Linked DNA regions of Sus scrofa: region 1 is linked to region 2. A link is a contact called in public HiChIP or PLAC-seq data. All regions are on one chromosome and are shown on one strand. Each heading gives the region's core, a stretch centred on a gene start, on an enhancer-like site or on the middle of the called end of the contact. The rest is flanking DNA. Distances are from core to core; before and after follow the strand shown. Region 1 overlaps PDE4C (cAMP-specific 3',5'-cyclic phosphodiesterase 4C). Region 2 holds the start of LSM4 (U6 snRNA-associated Sm-like protein LSm4).

Evidence for each region. HiChIP or PLAC-seq counts read pairs in DNA pulled down with a chosen protein or histone mark.
Region 1: an H3K27ac HiChIP or PLAC-seq map of skeletal muscle shows a contact between it and region 2. The contact joins the enhancer-like site here to the promoter of LSM4 in region 2. A contact is called at or near these places in 11 of 47 Hi-C or Micro-C datasets (blood, embryonic fibroblasts, epiblast stem cells and 7 more) and 1 of 2 datasets of contacts at active chromatin or transcription factors (skeletal muscle).

Annotation. Positions count from the first base shown.
Region 1 is chr2:59,587,031-59,589,730 of Sscrofa11.1, reverse strand. It overlaps PDE4C (cAMP-specific 3',5'-cyclic phosphodiesterase 4C), which reads right to left. Exons shown (of 17, transcript XM_021083502.1): 4 at 2,205-2,393; 5 at 1,610-1,646; 6 at 1,449-1,522; 7 at 1,115-1,167; 8 at 727-839; 9 at 553-646. Among named protein-coding and RNA genes, the nearest start is that of RAB3A, 16 kb to the left of the region's middle. Within about 2 kb of position 1,305, at least 47 of the 83 cell types and tissues checked have an H3K27ac peak or open chromatin away from gene starts, as enhancers often do. A contact at or near this core is called in omental adipose tissue, retroperitoneal adipose tissue and skeletal muscle, where this site is marked.
Region 2 is chr2:59,498,206-59,500,905 of Sscrofa11.1, reverse strand. LSM4 (U6 snRNA-associated Sm-like protein LSm4) reads right to left here and starts at 1,346. Exons shown (of 5, transcript XM_021083528.1): 1 at 1,228-1,346. The coding sequence starts at 1,230.

The DNA.
Region 1 (2,700 bases), core at 56-2,555, 89 kb before region 2:
GTCAAATGTCTTTTCCTTGGAGTTCCCATGGTGCAGCAGAAATGAATCCGACTAGAAACCATGAGGTTGTATGTTCGATCCCTGGCCTTGCTCAGTGGGCTAAGGATCCAGCATTGCCGTGAGCTGTGGTGTAGATTGCAGACGCGGCTTGGATCTGGCTTTGCTGTGGCTGTGGTGTAGACCGGTGGCTACAGCTCCACTTAGACCCCCTAGCCTGGGAACCTCCATATGCTGCGGGTGCAGCCCTAAAAAGACCAAAAAAAAAAAAAAAAAAAAAAGTCCTTTCCATCTCCCAGGCTGGAGATGCAGCCAATTCCCTCCAGCTCCTCCTTGGTAAGCTTCTACTCATGCTTCAAAATCCTAACTTCAATGTCCCCCTCTTCCTGGAAGTTCCTTCTGTTCTTCCCTCTGGTCCAGCCCTGCCCCATGGGGCTAGGGGTGTCCATGTCCGGTTCTGTCTTTCCCTGTTGTGGTCTGTAGTAGAAGTCTTTCTTTCTCCTCCATCTTCCTATCTCTACAGTGTGACCTAAGCAGCGACCCACCACAGCTCACCCAGGAAGGTCTGGGATATGTACTCGGACACCTGGTTCCCAGAGCGGCTGGTTTCAGACAGGTGAGTCAACTCCCGGTTCAGCATTCGCTTGAACTGCCGGGGAAGGTGAGAACAGTGAAGATGGGGGCACTGTGGACAGAGGCGAGTGAGCTCAGTGTTCCCGCCCTCCTCACCTTGTTGGAGGCCATCTCCCCCACCGAGTGCCGCGTCTGCAGTGTCTCCAGCTGATCCAGACACCAGTCCAGCTCATCCAGTGTCTCCAAAGCCAACTTCTGCCCAGTCTCCTCTGGGGGCCAAGCTGGTCAGGGTCCTGCCCCACCCCCACGTGGTCACCCAGCGCCCTTCCTGCTCCCATTTCTGCATCTGGATCCTGGAGCCTTTCCCAGCGAGGCCACTCAGGACCCCAGGATCTCTTCATCACCAAGGGTATTTGGGGGACGGGGAGGGGGAGTGGTTTACAATCAGCACCACCTCAGGATTCATGAGCTGAGGAGGTCGCCCTAGAGAGGAAGTTCACAGCTGTCCCACAGTAGAAGGAGGGGATTGGAGCAAGAGCATTACCTGTTGGTGGAGGGGGCTGACTGCCAGACGGGGTGTTCCCGACGCATGCCTGCCTGCAGTACAGTCCGCTCAGGAGTGGCCCGCCCCATCGATATGGCCCCGCCCCCAAGCCCTCCAGGCCCCACCCCTCCGCCCTCTGCCGCGTCCCCTCCCTGCGAGTTGCCTGCTGAGCTCTTTCCGCCCTTGCCGCCTCTGCTTGGCCCGCCTTATCTTCTGATCCCGCCCCTCTCCGCCAGGCTCTGCCCTTCTCTTTCACAAGCCCTGCGCAGCCCTCTCCAGTTCTCGGCCCCGCCTCTCTCCGCAAGGCCCCGCCCCATCCCCTCCCTCTGCGTACTTGGCTGTCCCACCGCTTTGCAGGTGGGCAAGGGCTGCAACATTGCTCCGAACCGTCCGCAGACTGGCCAGGACCTGTCGGGAGCGGGCTGGTCAGCACTGGAAAGGAGGGCTCCGCTCTGCCCGCTAGGCACACGGGAGAAGGAAGGGGTGGGCACCCACTTGGGCAAAGGGCGTCACAATCAGGTCTTCTCCGTGTCTGCGGGTAGACCAGACATAGAAGGGCGGTCAGGAGGAGCCCTCCCACGCATTCCTATCTTCCAGCTTTTACCCACACTGCGCCCTCAGCTGAGCGCGTCCTCTTGTCCTGACACCTCTTTTGGGTATCCCCCTGGTAGTTCCTGGGCTCTCCTCACCCGACTCTTCTCTGAAAGCCGCCATAGTCCCTCTGACCAATCACTCACTTTATCCCTATCTCACAAATAGAGAACCTGAGTTCCAGGAGGAAACAGTCTTAGTAGAGGCAGGAAATTATGACTACAAGGGAGCTCAAATCAAGGTGTCTGTTCAGTTGCTGTTGATTGGTTTTAATGTTTCTGGATTGCCATCCAACCCCGGCCCAAAGTCAAACACAGAGGGTCACAGAAATATCATTCTCTGTATTCTTGACTGAATAAGTGAGCTGCCTGGCAAACTCCTATGTAAACTTCAAAGCCCAGTTCAAATGGTCACTTGAAGGAGGTGTACTGAGTGGGGGAATAAAGGATGGAAGAAGGTACAAGGAGGTATTATCCCACCAGCTTCAGGCCAGACTCACAGGTCGCTAGCCGCGGAAGAGTTCCGGGACAGGGTCTTGGAAGACAGGTCGTAGTCACTGTCTGAGCGGTACAGGAAGGACTCCCGCCTCTGGCTGTGCTGGGCAGAGTGGATGATTCTGCCAAGGCCAGACCCGGCCTGAGGATCCAGGGTGCTTCTCCCACAGGGGAGCCCATTTTCCAGGTCAAAGCTGGAGGCAAAGATGCAGAGTCAGAGTCGTGGATCCTGGCATGTGGATGCCAAGATATGGACTATATCTGTTTTGTAACATCCTCCCTGGGGCCACACAGAGGGCTGGGCAGGAATAGCCACCAAATGGTCCATCTGTCCCACAGCCACACCCCCCACTCAGGGAGCCACGCCCTTCACCGCCTCCATCTCCACCTCTGTACCCAGAGCCTTTTCTACTGGAACTACTAATCTGGACTCCAGGACTTGAGTTTTAGATCTATCCCTAAGAGGCTGTGTGACCATGGGTAGGTCTCAGCTTTTCTGTG
Region 2 (2,700 bases), core at 97-2,596:
AAACCCCCAACCTCATGGTTATTACTCGGATTCGTTTCTGCTGTGCCACAATGGAAACTTCCACAACTGGATTTAATGGTGTCCTGAGGTTCCCAACTCAGGAAGCTGCTGATCACCCACTCCCTCACCCAGACCTTGGCTTGGCTTCCGCCCCACCCCGACCACAAGGAACAGGCAGTGTGTAATGCCTTAGCCACTCCTGAACACAGACTTTGCACAGACACTGTTCTAGGCTCTGGCAATATATGAGGATAAAACAGAGATCCTATCTCCATGGAGCTTAACAAATGGATTCTTCCACAGACCAACTCTACCCTCCAGAGAGACGAACAGAGAGAACGAAGCTGCTCCCTTCTCTCCATCCCTACAATGACCAGAAGAATTACTGAACCCTCATGGTCAGCTCCGAAAAATGTGCAGCGACCATCTTAGAGGACTCGAGGGCTGATGGGCCAGGTTCTCTCCCAGCTCAATTCCTCTGTGTGGGCCTCCATTTCCCTGTCTGTCACTCACTGGGGACACAGGCACGCTGGTTTAGATCTCCAATTTCCACAACTTGTGAGATGGCATGGCCCTGGGGAGACTTCCTGCCAGGGCCTCGATTTTTTTGTTTTCTAAACTGGGATACGGTTAGCCCATCCATGGCTGAAAACGCCCCCCCTTCCCCTGGAACCATATGCTGTGTGACCCCGGAAGAAGTTAACCTTGCTTTGGGTCTGCTTTTTAGTCTGAAAAGGAGAGGCATAAGAGGTTGCGCAGCTAGCATTCCAAGGGCAGTACAACCCCCGAAATTCCCCAGATTGGCTGAATTTGAGAAAGAAGGCCGGCCCCCTACTGCCTGGTGCTCTAGCTTTACTGTCTAGGAGGTCAGATCGGGTCGGATGCACTGGGAGCCATTTCCCCGTCCGAAAACTCACTCTGCTGCATTCACCGGGCCCTTCAGCAGGTCCCCTTCCTCTCTGGCCTCAGTTTCCCCATCTGCAAAATGGGAAGACTGCTGCCAGACTGCCATACTGTGATTTCATTTCTATCCAATCCCAAGCTCCCCCGAGACCGACGTGCTTGGTGTCCTGGGAGAAGCTCTTCCACTCTCCGGCCTGTCCTCCCCACCTTGGGCGAAGGGGCAGGACTCAAGGCCCAGATTACAGGCTGGCTCCACAACGCCCCTGAACCAACAACCGCCCCGAGGGCCCTTGGCGGCCGGCTCCCCCGTCGCACCGCCCTCACCATGGTGTCGGCGGGGACTAGGCTCGTGGGCTACTTCCGCCGCCGCCGCCGCTCACGTTCCCGCCGGTAGCTGCAGCTCTGCGCGCCACTAGGCTGAAATGGAGTGGCAGCAACGCGAGCCAGTCAGCACGAGGCTCATGGGAAGGCCAACCAATCCACGCGGAGTAAGGCGGGGCCTATTAAACACGAGGGGCGGGGCGGGCCGCGTTCCTACCGGAGAAATGAGAGAGAGAGTCGTAAAGTGCCGCTATGAGTGCTGCAAAAGGGGGCGGAGCAATGTGCGCCGGCGCAGGAGGCCTTGTGGGTAAGGGCGCCTGCGCAGGTGCAATCTTCAGTGATTTTTCCGGGCTCCACGCTGTGGGCAAAACGGGGTAGTGCCTCCAATTTCCAAATGGAGGAATGGCAGCTCTATGGTTATTGCCATGTGTCCCTTCGAGCTCCTACTCTTCTGATTCTCTTTATTGTAGTTGACCGTTGTCCAGGGCACTTCTTTTGATAGGCTAGACGTACCGGTGTGAACCTCAGTTTGCTTCCCTTTGAAATGGGCTTAATAATAGTGTCTGCTTTAGAAGGTTGCAATGAGTGCCAAGTGATTTATGCCTTGTAAAAGAAGAGTGCCCGGCACGTACTGAGCACTTGATACACGGACATGCAATAAATATTTATTGAGCATCTACTACGGGCCTCCTCCTGGAAACACAGAAGAGAATAAACCAAACAAAACTCCTGGCCCTCCTGAGGTTTAGGAGCCCACTGGGGAGGCAGACTGTAAACAAAATAGACAAATGTATTAGTTTCCTTGGGCTGCCATAACAAATGATCAAACTGGGTGGTTTTATTTTTTTATTTTTATTTGAATATTTTTTGCTTTTTAGGTCCTCACCCATGGCATATGAACGTTCCCAAGCTAGGGGTCGAATTGGATGGAGCTACAGTTGCCTACACCATAGCCATGGCAATGCAGGATCTGAGCAGCATTTGTGGCCTACACCGCAGCTTCCTTAACCCACTGATTGAGGCCAGGGATTGAACCTGAGTCCTCATGGATACCTAGTCCGGTTCCTTACTGCTGAGCAACAACAGGAACTCCAAACTGGGTGGTTTTAAACAGTAAAACTTAATCCGAAAGACTGAAATCAAAGTTTTAGCAGAGTTGGTTCTTTCTGAAGGATCTGAGGGGCAATTCATCCCATGCTTCTCTGCCAGCAATCCTTGTAGTTCTTGGCACAGATTCCTCTGTCATCACATGGTGCTTTTCTTTGTGTGTCTCTGTGTCTCAACTCTTCCTCTTTTTTTTTTTTTTTTTTTTTTGTCTTTTTGCTATTTCTTGGGCCGCTCCCGCGGCATATGGAGTTTCCCAGGCTAGGGGTTGAATCGGAGCTGTAGCCACCAGCCTACGCCAGAGCCACAGCAACGCGGGATCCGAGCCGCGTCTGCAACCTACACCACAGCTCACGGCAACGCCGGATCGTC